3 separate regions of the Sus scrofa genome follow, and all the other regions are linked to region 2. Evidence: chromatin contacts called from public HiChIP or PLAC-seq and promoter capture Hi-C data. All regions are on one chromosome and are shown on one strand. Each heading gives the region's core, a stretch centred on a gene start, on an enhancer-like site or on the middle of the called end of the contact. The rest is flanking DNA. Distances are from core to core; before and after follow the strand shown.

The links. Promoter capture Hi-C pulls out the DNA fragments that hold promoters and counts their contacts. HiChIP or PLAC-seq counts read pairs in DNA pulled down with a chosen protein or histone mark.
Region 1: a contact with region 2 is called in a promoter capture Hi-C map of fetal liver, with 2.2 times the contacts expected there. The contact joins the promoter of AP5B1 here to the promoter of SF3B2 in region 2. A contact is called at or near these places in 1 of 5 promoter capture datasets (fetal liver), 1 of 47 Hi-C or Micro-C datasets (liver) and 1 of 2 datasets of contacts at active chromatin or transcription factors (alveolar macrophages).
Region 3: an H3K27ac HiChIP or PLAC-seq map of alveolar macrophages shows a contact between it and region 2. The contact joins the promoter of CCDC85B here to the promoter of SF3B2 in region 2. A contact is called at or near these places in 2 of 47 Hi-C or Micro-C datasets (embryonic fibroblasts and epiblast stem cells) and 2 of 2 datasets of contacts at active chromatin or transcription factors (alveolar macrophages and skeletal muscle).

Annotation. Positions count from the first base shown.
Region 1 is chr2:6,537,417-6,540,116 of Sscrofa11.1, reverse strand. It overlaps AP5B1 (AP-5 complex subunit beta-1), which reads right to left and starts at 1,333. Exons shown (of 3, transcript XM_021082823.1): 1 at 1,252-1,333. It overlaps OVOL1 (putative transcription factor Ovo-like 1), which reads left to right and starts at 1,125. Exons shown (of 4, transcript XM_003122528.4): 1 at 1,125-1,621. The coding sequence starts at 1,522.
Region 2 is chr2:6,294,172-6,296,871 of Sscrofa11.1, reverse strand. SF3B2 (splicing factor 3B subunit 2) reads left to right here and starts at 1,322. Exons shown (of 22, transcript XM_003122505.4): 1 at 1,322-2,700.
Region 3 is chr2:6,436,452-6,439,151 of Sscrofa11.1, reverse strand. It overlaps CCDC85B (coiled-coil domain-containing protein 85B), which reads left to right and starts at 1,324. Exons shown (of 1, transcript XM_003122520.4): 1 at 1,324-2,365. The coding sequence starts at 1,515. The coding sequence ends at 2,123.

The DNA.
Region 1 (2,700 bases), core at 84-2,583, 240 kb before region 2:
ATTAGTTTATTTCACATGTGGGAGGGAGGAGGGCTAAAAAGAGGAAGGGGTCCCATCCCTGCCCTTTTCAGATCAGCTGGGAAGAGAAGCCTAGTGGCTGTAGACTCAGTTACTGTGTCTCACTGGAGGCCACCAAGCACTTCTCAGCTTCTGTGGTGGGCGGGACCTCCCTCCAGGAGGCTGGGCCTGGGGACTGCGCAGTGGGCGGTGAATGGTTGGAGGGAGGGGTCTTCAGCCGAGGCTGGGCTGTGGGGGTAAAGCAGGAGCTCTGTGGAGCCAGGCCAAGTAAGTTGGGTCCTCTGTCCTCTGCTCACCTCCAGTCTTGCTGTACCTGATATCCGGCCATTTGGGAATCTGATGAGGACTTTGGTGGGGGGTACAAACCCCCATGACTAAAGCGCTGGGGTCTTTGGGGATCACGGTGGACTCAGCGGTTTAAACGCGCCTTCCTCCACTAAGCCTTCCGTACTCACCCCGCCAGAAGGCAGGCTCCCGGCAGGGCTCGGCCCCTGGTCGGGCGGGCGCTCTCCGCTTCGTATTGCGGCGGGGCCTGCCCGCCTGCCGGCCTGAGCGCTCCTGCGGCCCCGCGTGCCTTTCCGCACGGAGCCGGCGACCAGCAAATACCTCTGGGCTGAACCACGAATTGCTCAGCCAGGCCTTTGGGACCCGGGGCCGCCTGGGCTCAGGCCCGGTTCAACAAGTGTGGACCGGGCCGCCCAGTCCCGCCCGACGGCTTCGCGCCTCCCCAGGCGCCCGGGGCGCGCCGGGCCCAGTCCGGCGAGTTTCATCACCCTTTGGAGCCTGCGAGCACCAAGTAACGTTGCCCCTGCCCCTCCCTCCCTCCCTCCCCTCCTCTGTTCCCTCCGAAACTCCGGTTGACGAGCGCTGGCACTCCCGCTGGGAGGTCCTGCAGGGCAGCGGGGTGCTGGGTGCCCTCCGCCTGCCCCCCCCCGCCGCCCCCGCCCGGCCACCCCGCCACCCCGCCCAGGCCGCGAGGCCACCTCACCGGCAGCGGAATGGAAACCGGTTCGACAGGTAACAAATAGGTGGGTTGCCACCGTTATTTCCCAACGCATGCGCCGTCGCCTCCCAGGCCACTCCAAGCTAATTAGCTCGGATCACCCCCCTCCCCGCCCCAGCCACCAACACACACCGCCGCGAGCCAATAAAGCGTGAACCCGTCCGGCCGGCTCGCACTTTAAGACTTCCCGAGGGCCGCGGAGGACGCCAGTCGCGCCGGGAGACGCTTACCTGCCGCTTCCGTCGCCGCCCGGTGCACCTGGCTGCAAGGCAACCTCGTTCGGACGGAGGACCGCGACAGCTCCGCGGAGTTGAAACGGGCGCGCGCCGTCCCAGGCACGTCCTCCCGGCGGAACGCGGGACGCTTCGGCGACACCTTTCCCGACCTGCCCCCCCCTCCCCGCCGCCGCCGCCCGCCGCCGCCAGCCCGGCCCGGGAAAGGTGGGACGGCTCCGGCTCTAGTTACGGAAGCGGCCGGTGCCCGGCGAGGAAGGTTCAAAAATGCCCCGCGCGTTTCTGGTGAAGAAGCCGTGCGTCTCCACGTGCAAACGGAACTGGAGCGAGCTCCCCGACGAGGAGCGTGGCGAGATCTACGTACCAGGTGAGGCGCCGGGCCCGTGCACCCCGAGGCCCGCGCCCCGAACGGGCGGCGGGGCCCCGACGAGGGGGCCGGCGTGCGGGGCGCAGTGGCGCGGAGCCGGGCGGCCAGCGCAGCTGGGGCGCCCGATTTAATGTTTAAGCGGCCGCGGCCCCGTTAGCCCGCGGCGCGGCCAACCCCGGGGGCGGTGGGGTGGGGAGGGCAGGGCCGGCGGAAGGAGCCGGCAGGTGGGGGCGGGGGCCGCCAAGTGCGGGACGACAGCGGTTCCCAGGCGGTCGGGCAGGGGGCAGGCGGGTCCGAGGGGCGCGGGCCCGCGCGGTGCTGCCCTCCCCGCCACCGGCCCGCGCCGTGGCACAGGCGAGGCAACGGGGTGTGTCACTACTCAAGCGACCCTCCAACTCTCGCGTCGTAAATCCAGAAACCCCGGACTTTTATGAGGCGGGAGGAGGGCACTGAAGCGATGCCACTTTGGGGAGGTGCAGGGAGCGAGCTGGAGTTTCGGCCGTGGTTTGTGCAAAATGTAAGAGAAGGCCTAGAGCTGAAGTCACCTGCGTTGATCTCTCTGACCCCCAACCTTGGTGGCCAGAAGGTCACAGTGAGGGTCGCGCCAGCAGAGAGCTCCCGGCAGTGGGGAGCGTGGAGACCGCAGGGCAGGCGCCCGGCTGCGCCCCACTAGCCCTGTTAGAAATGCATCTCTTTCAACTTTACAGAGGATACGTTTGAGCTAAAAGAGGTTTTAAGGAGCCCACCGCCCAGCCAGGGGGCCGGGCCGGGTGGAAGCTGGTGTGCCCAGTTATTTTCGGAAGACGCTTTGACAGCGTCGGCATCAACTTGTATGAGTAATCCCAGTTGTTTCCATCTTCCTCCTTCTCCTTCTGTCCTGTCCTCCCCAACCCCCAAAAGAATCTTTGGTCAGGAGCTGCCCAGTTTCCCTCGGAACTCCCCCTCCTCAGGCCTTGGGGGTGGGGCGGGGGATGTGCTGAACACCCTGCCCCGCGGCTCCGGCTCCGAGGGGGAGAGGTTGTAATTAACCAACCGACTTTGACCCTTGATCTGCAGGCTCCCTGGCACCGCCCCAGGCC
Region 2 (2,700 bases), core at 73-2,572:
GCTGATCCCACGGCATATGGAGGTTCCCAGGCTTGGGGTCAAATTGGAGCTGTAGCCACTGGCCTACGCCAGAGCTACAGCAGTGTGAGATCCGAGCCGCGTCTTCGACTTACACCACAGCTCACGGCAATGCCGAATCCTTAACGCACTGAGCGAGGCCAGGGATCAAACCCATAATCTCATGGTTCCTAGTCGGATTCGTCGACCACTGAGCCACGACGGGAACTCCAAGAATGTATTCACTCTTGACCAGAGCTTTAGTGGGCCTGGGACCCTTGCCTGGGCATTTGTGCTAGGAGTCAGAGAACTCAGGTTCTACCCTGGTTGAACTTAAGTTCCAGAGTCAAGAAGCAACTCCGTGGGCCTGGTTGCTTCCAGCTCTACAGTGGGGAGCTGTTCTTGGAGCTGTTCAGAGACTGCAGAGGTGATAAATGTGAAGGCGCTGCTTGAACCTTGTGTGAGAGGGGTCTTGAATGTTCTACTGCCTTCTTTTTTTTTCTTCTTTCTTTTTGCTATTTCTTGGGCCGCTCCCGCGGCATATGGAGGTTCCCAGGCTAGGGGTCCAATCGGAGCTGTAGCTGCCATCCTACGCCAGAGCCACAGCAACGCAGGATCCGAGCCGCGTCTGCAGCCTACACCACAGCTCACGGCAACGCAGGATCGTTAACCCACTGAGCAAGGGCAGGGACCGAACCCGCAACCTTATGGTTCCTAGTCGGATTCGTTAACCACTGTGCCACGACGGGAACTCCTCTATTGCCTTCTTAGCACTTAGCTCCAACCACCTGGAAGCCAAGCAGCCGCACCTCCCAAAGTCATACCAGGCCCCGAGAGCTGCACATTTACTTATGTGGTTCTCATGAACCCCTGCTTTATCCCGCCTTCTTGGCCTGGTATGGCAAGCATCCTGGAGCTTGCCAGCTTTGGGTGGATTCCATTCCAGACCCACACAGGTGGGTATCATGAGAGTGTTTTTGTTAAGGCAGAGAAGGGTTGGGGACCCTCAGAGTCCAGAGAACTGCTCGTGGTCCCAGTCTAGCCCCTCGGGCATGTCAGTTTCTCTCTGTCCCTCAGTCTTCCCTTCTGCACAACTGGGGGTGTGGGGGGGTCCTATCCTGTCTGGGTCCTAGGGCTCTTATGGTAAAATGAGGCCCCACTTGGCCTGTCCCTTTCTGGCCCTGGTTACTTTGCATCCTCAGCCATTAGCCCTTAGTTCATCCTGCCTCTGAGACCCCCAGCCTCTTCCTTAGCACATAACCTGTGCCGTGGAGGCCCCTGGCTTCAGATGACCTGCCGTGGCTTTCCAGTAAAAGGGACCAGGAGGACACTTCCTTTGGGTCAGGAATGGTTCTGTCTGGGCAGACAGGCTGGAGAGGAAGGCACTACTGTTCTTTCCTTTTTGGGTTTGTCTTTTCTGGGAGTGTCAGGAGACTGGGGTGGTGGTAGTGATGAAAAAGGGAAGAGTCCAGGTTCGGGCAGGAGCAAAGAGAATTTCCTAGCCAGGGTTAGGATGTAAGCAAGCTTCGTGGCCCAGTCCTTTACTTTGTCTCTCCTAAATCTCACCTTCCCTGGACCTGACGTCTCATTCTTTTTTCCCTGCTCCCAGGTATTCCTCTTGGGGATGGTTGGTGAAATAGGGCATGGTAGAGAGATCTGAGGAGTGTAGGGGTATGGGGATAATGAGACCTACACACACGCGCGTGCGCGCGCGCGAGGTAAGCCTGGCTGTCAGAGAGCAGAGCTAGAATGGGAGAGGGACCTCACTGCTAGTGGCAAAGGCAGGAAGTAGTTAGGACAGGGAGACGTGAAGGCGGACACATAAGGGGCACAGGCCACTGGTGGGGCAGGGGAGCACCAGGCAGGGTCAGCTGCGCCAGTAGGCTGCTAGGGATGAGGAAAGAAAAGGGCCTGAGTTTATCCTGTCGCCATAAAGACGATTCTTTTTTTTTTTTTTTTCCGGTCTTTTCTAGGGCCACACCCGCAGCATATGGAAGTTCCCAGTCTAATTGGAGCTGTAGCCACTGGCCTACGCCAGAGCCACAGCAACATAGGATCTGAGCCACGTCTGCGACCTATGCCACAGCTCCTTAACCCACTGAGCAAGGCCAGGGATCAAACCCGCAACCTCATGGTTCCTGGTTGGATTCGTCAACCACTGTGCCATGAAGGGAACTCCAATTAAGCGCCTCTTTAACGCCAGGTACTGTGAGACAGTAAAAAGGATTCATGCCTTTTTTTTTTTTTTTTTTTTTTTTTTACTTTTTAGGGCTGAACCTGCAGCATATGAAAATTCCCATGCTAGGGGTCAGATCGAAGCTGCAGCTGCTGGCCTGTGCCACAGCCACACCAGATCTGAGCTGCCACAGCTCATGGCAACGCTGGATCCTTAACCCACTGAGCGAGGCCTGGATCGAACCCGCATCCTCAGGGATCCTAGTCAGGTTCGTAACCTGCTGAGGCGTAATGGGAACTCCAAGACTCATTTCTTTGGGGTTGGAAGTGTGGATAAGGGGCAAGAAAGACTTTAAAACAAATGACGGAGGTTTGGACGTGTTATGGAAGCTCCAGAGCAGGAAAGGAAGGCGGCAGGAGATGGCTCAGCGGAGATGACATTTGAGCTAGGAGATGACATTTGAGCTAGCCGGGAAGGTGGAAAAAGGGTCTTTAGTGTGGCCCTTCCCCCAGGTCGGCAGTTGGAGC
Region 3 (2,700 bases), core at 75-2,574, 140 kb before region 2:
CACCCGCAGTGACTTTCATCGTGCCACTCCCTGTCCCTGAAATAGTTTTCTCCTTACTTGCCAAAGTCCTATTTTTTGTTGTTGTTTTGTTTTTTGTTTTTTGTTTTTTTAGGGCTGCACCTGCGGCATATGGAAGTTCTCAGGCTAAGGGTCAAATTGGAGCTGCAGCCTCCAGCCTGTGCCACAGCCACACCAGATCCCAGCTGGGTCTGTGACCGTCACCGCAACTCACCACCAGATCCTTAACTTACTGAGAGGGGTCAGGGATGGAACCCATGTCGTCATAGATACTAGTTGGGTTTGAACCGCTGACTCACAACAGGAACTCCAGTCCTATGCTTTTTTTTTTTTTTTTTTTTTTGATCGGCATGTGGAGGTTCTCAGGCTAGGGGTCAAATCGGGGCTGTAGCCACCGCCTAGGCCAGAACCACAGCAATGCAGGATCCGAGCCAAGCCGAAACTTCGACCTACACCACAGCTCACGGCAATGCTGGATCCTTAAGCCACTGAACAAGGCCAGGGATTGAACCCAAAACCTCATGGTTACTTGTCGGATTCGTTAACCACTGCGCCACGATGGGAACTCCCCTATGCATCTTTTAGAGTCCCTCAGATATCACCTCTATTGGGAAAACTTTTGCGGGTGGAAGGCAGTCCCTCAAAATATGCTCTTTCTCCATTTGCTTCTTGGATTTAGCACAGCTTGTCTCTTCTGCTAAATTAAGATCTCTTTGAGGACAGTATAGGATTTTGATTAAGTTTATTTCTGCGTGGATCTCACACACAATAATGGTTTTTTGAAAAAAGAAAAAAAAGAAAGGTTTTCTGAAGAAACGAATCCCTTGTATGCCTCTCCCACCGAGCAGGAACACTCCGTGAGGGGGAGGGTAGGCCGATGGTGAGCCAGGACCTTAGGATTTAGGGTTCCGAGGACTGGGAGCGAAACTCAGTGAGCCGAGACTGTCGAGCTCAAGCTAAGCTAGGAAGGATGGAAAGGCGGCCCGTCTAGGTTCCGTCGGGGGCGGGTGGGCAGGAGGGTGGGAACCCCCACCCCCACCCCCGCCATCCGATTCTTAGTTCTCGGGAGGAGCCGAGAGGCCTAGGCTCGAGCCTGAGGATGTTGGGAATTGGGAAGTTCGAAGCGCCTAGTTTAGGGTTGACTGGAACAGAGGTCGGTGACGCGGGTACCCAAGGTGCACGAGGGTCGGGGACTCCGCAGTCCGAAAACGGTCCACTCTCCCTCGCCCTCCCTCTCTCGCCCCCACCCCGGCGCCCAGGTCCCGCCCCTTTCCGAGGAGGCTTTCCCAGATTGGCTGTCGTTCCTTAACGTCATGTGGCCCCGCCCCGGCGCGCGCCCCGCCGCGTGCCCACCCCCGCTCGACTGCTGCATCCTACGCTCGCTTAACCACAGACCGTCTGCCGAGCGGGTGCTAGAACCCCGGCGCCGCGGAGCTCGTCGTGGGGCTCCTGGGCCGCGGCGGCGGGCAGGCGATGCTCCAGAGGCCTGAGCAGCCATGGAGGCCGAGACGGGCGGCCTGGAGGAGCTGACGGATGAGGAGATGGCGGCTCTGGGCAAGGAGGAGCTGGTGCGGCGCCTGCGGCGGGAGGAGGCGGCGCGCCTGGCGGCTCTGGTGCAGCGCGGCCGCCTCATGCAGGAGGTGAATCGGCAGCTACAGGGTCATCTGGGCGAGATCCGCGAGCTCAAGCAGCTTAACCGGCGCCTACAAGCTGAGAACCGCGAGCTGCGCGACCTCTGCTGCTTCCTGGACTCGGAGCGCCAGCGCGGGCGGCGCGCCGCGCGCCAGTGGCAGCTCTTCGGAACCCAAGCATCCCGAGCCGTGCGCGAGGACCTAGGCGGTTGTTGGCAGAAGCTGGCGGAGCTGGAGGGCCGCCAGGAGGAGCTGCTGCGGGAGAACCTGGCGCTTAAGGAGCTCTGCCTGGCGCTGGGCGAGGAGTGGGGCCCCCGCGGCGGCCCCGGCGGCTCGGGGGGCTCAGGCGCTGCGCCAACACCCGAGCTGGCTTTGCCCCCGTGCGGTCCCCGTGACCTGGGCGATGGAAGCTCCAGTACTGGCAGCGTGGGCAGTCCCGATCAGTTGCCTCTGGCCTGTTCCCCAGATGATTGAGGGTACAGCTTCCCGCCGACGCCCGCCAGGATTGGTCCCCAAGCGCCGGGATTGCAGTGAACTTCGGGACTCGAACGCCGCCCCGGCTGCGCACGAGGGGCCGCTTGCATGGACTTAGAAAACCCTGACGCTGAGGAGGGCCCCTGGCTCTCGCTGGCGGGGCAGCAGGGGACTGGAGGCTGGAGCGGAGGGACTTGCTGGAGGCTGGGTGGGGGCTAATAAACTGAGAAGGAAGCAGAGCCCATGGCCCGGCCAGCGTCTGTTTGGGACTCGCCGGCGTTGGGAGGAGGGCGGGGACTTGGTGATGGGGTACCGTTCCCATCCGGAGGGACTGCAGAACTAAGGTGGCTGACTCCCCAGTACCTCAATCCTGGGACGGGATGTGGGACCCTGGTAAACCACCGCCCACCCCCCACCCCCCACCCCCATCAGGCTCCAAGACAGGCTGTGATCCGGCCCCTGAAGTGGCTCCGGCTCCCTTCCCAGCTCCTTCCTGTCCAAGACAATGGGGCAGGAAGCAGGTGTTGGGGGCCTAAAACCCACTCAGCCGGCCTCCCCTGAGGCTGGAAGGGGCTTA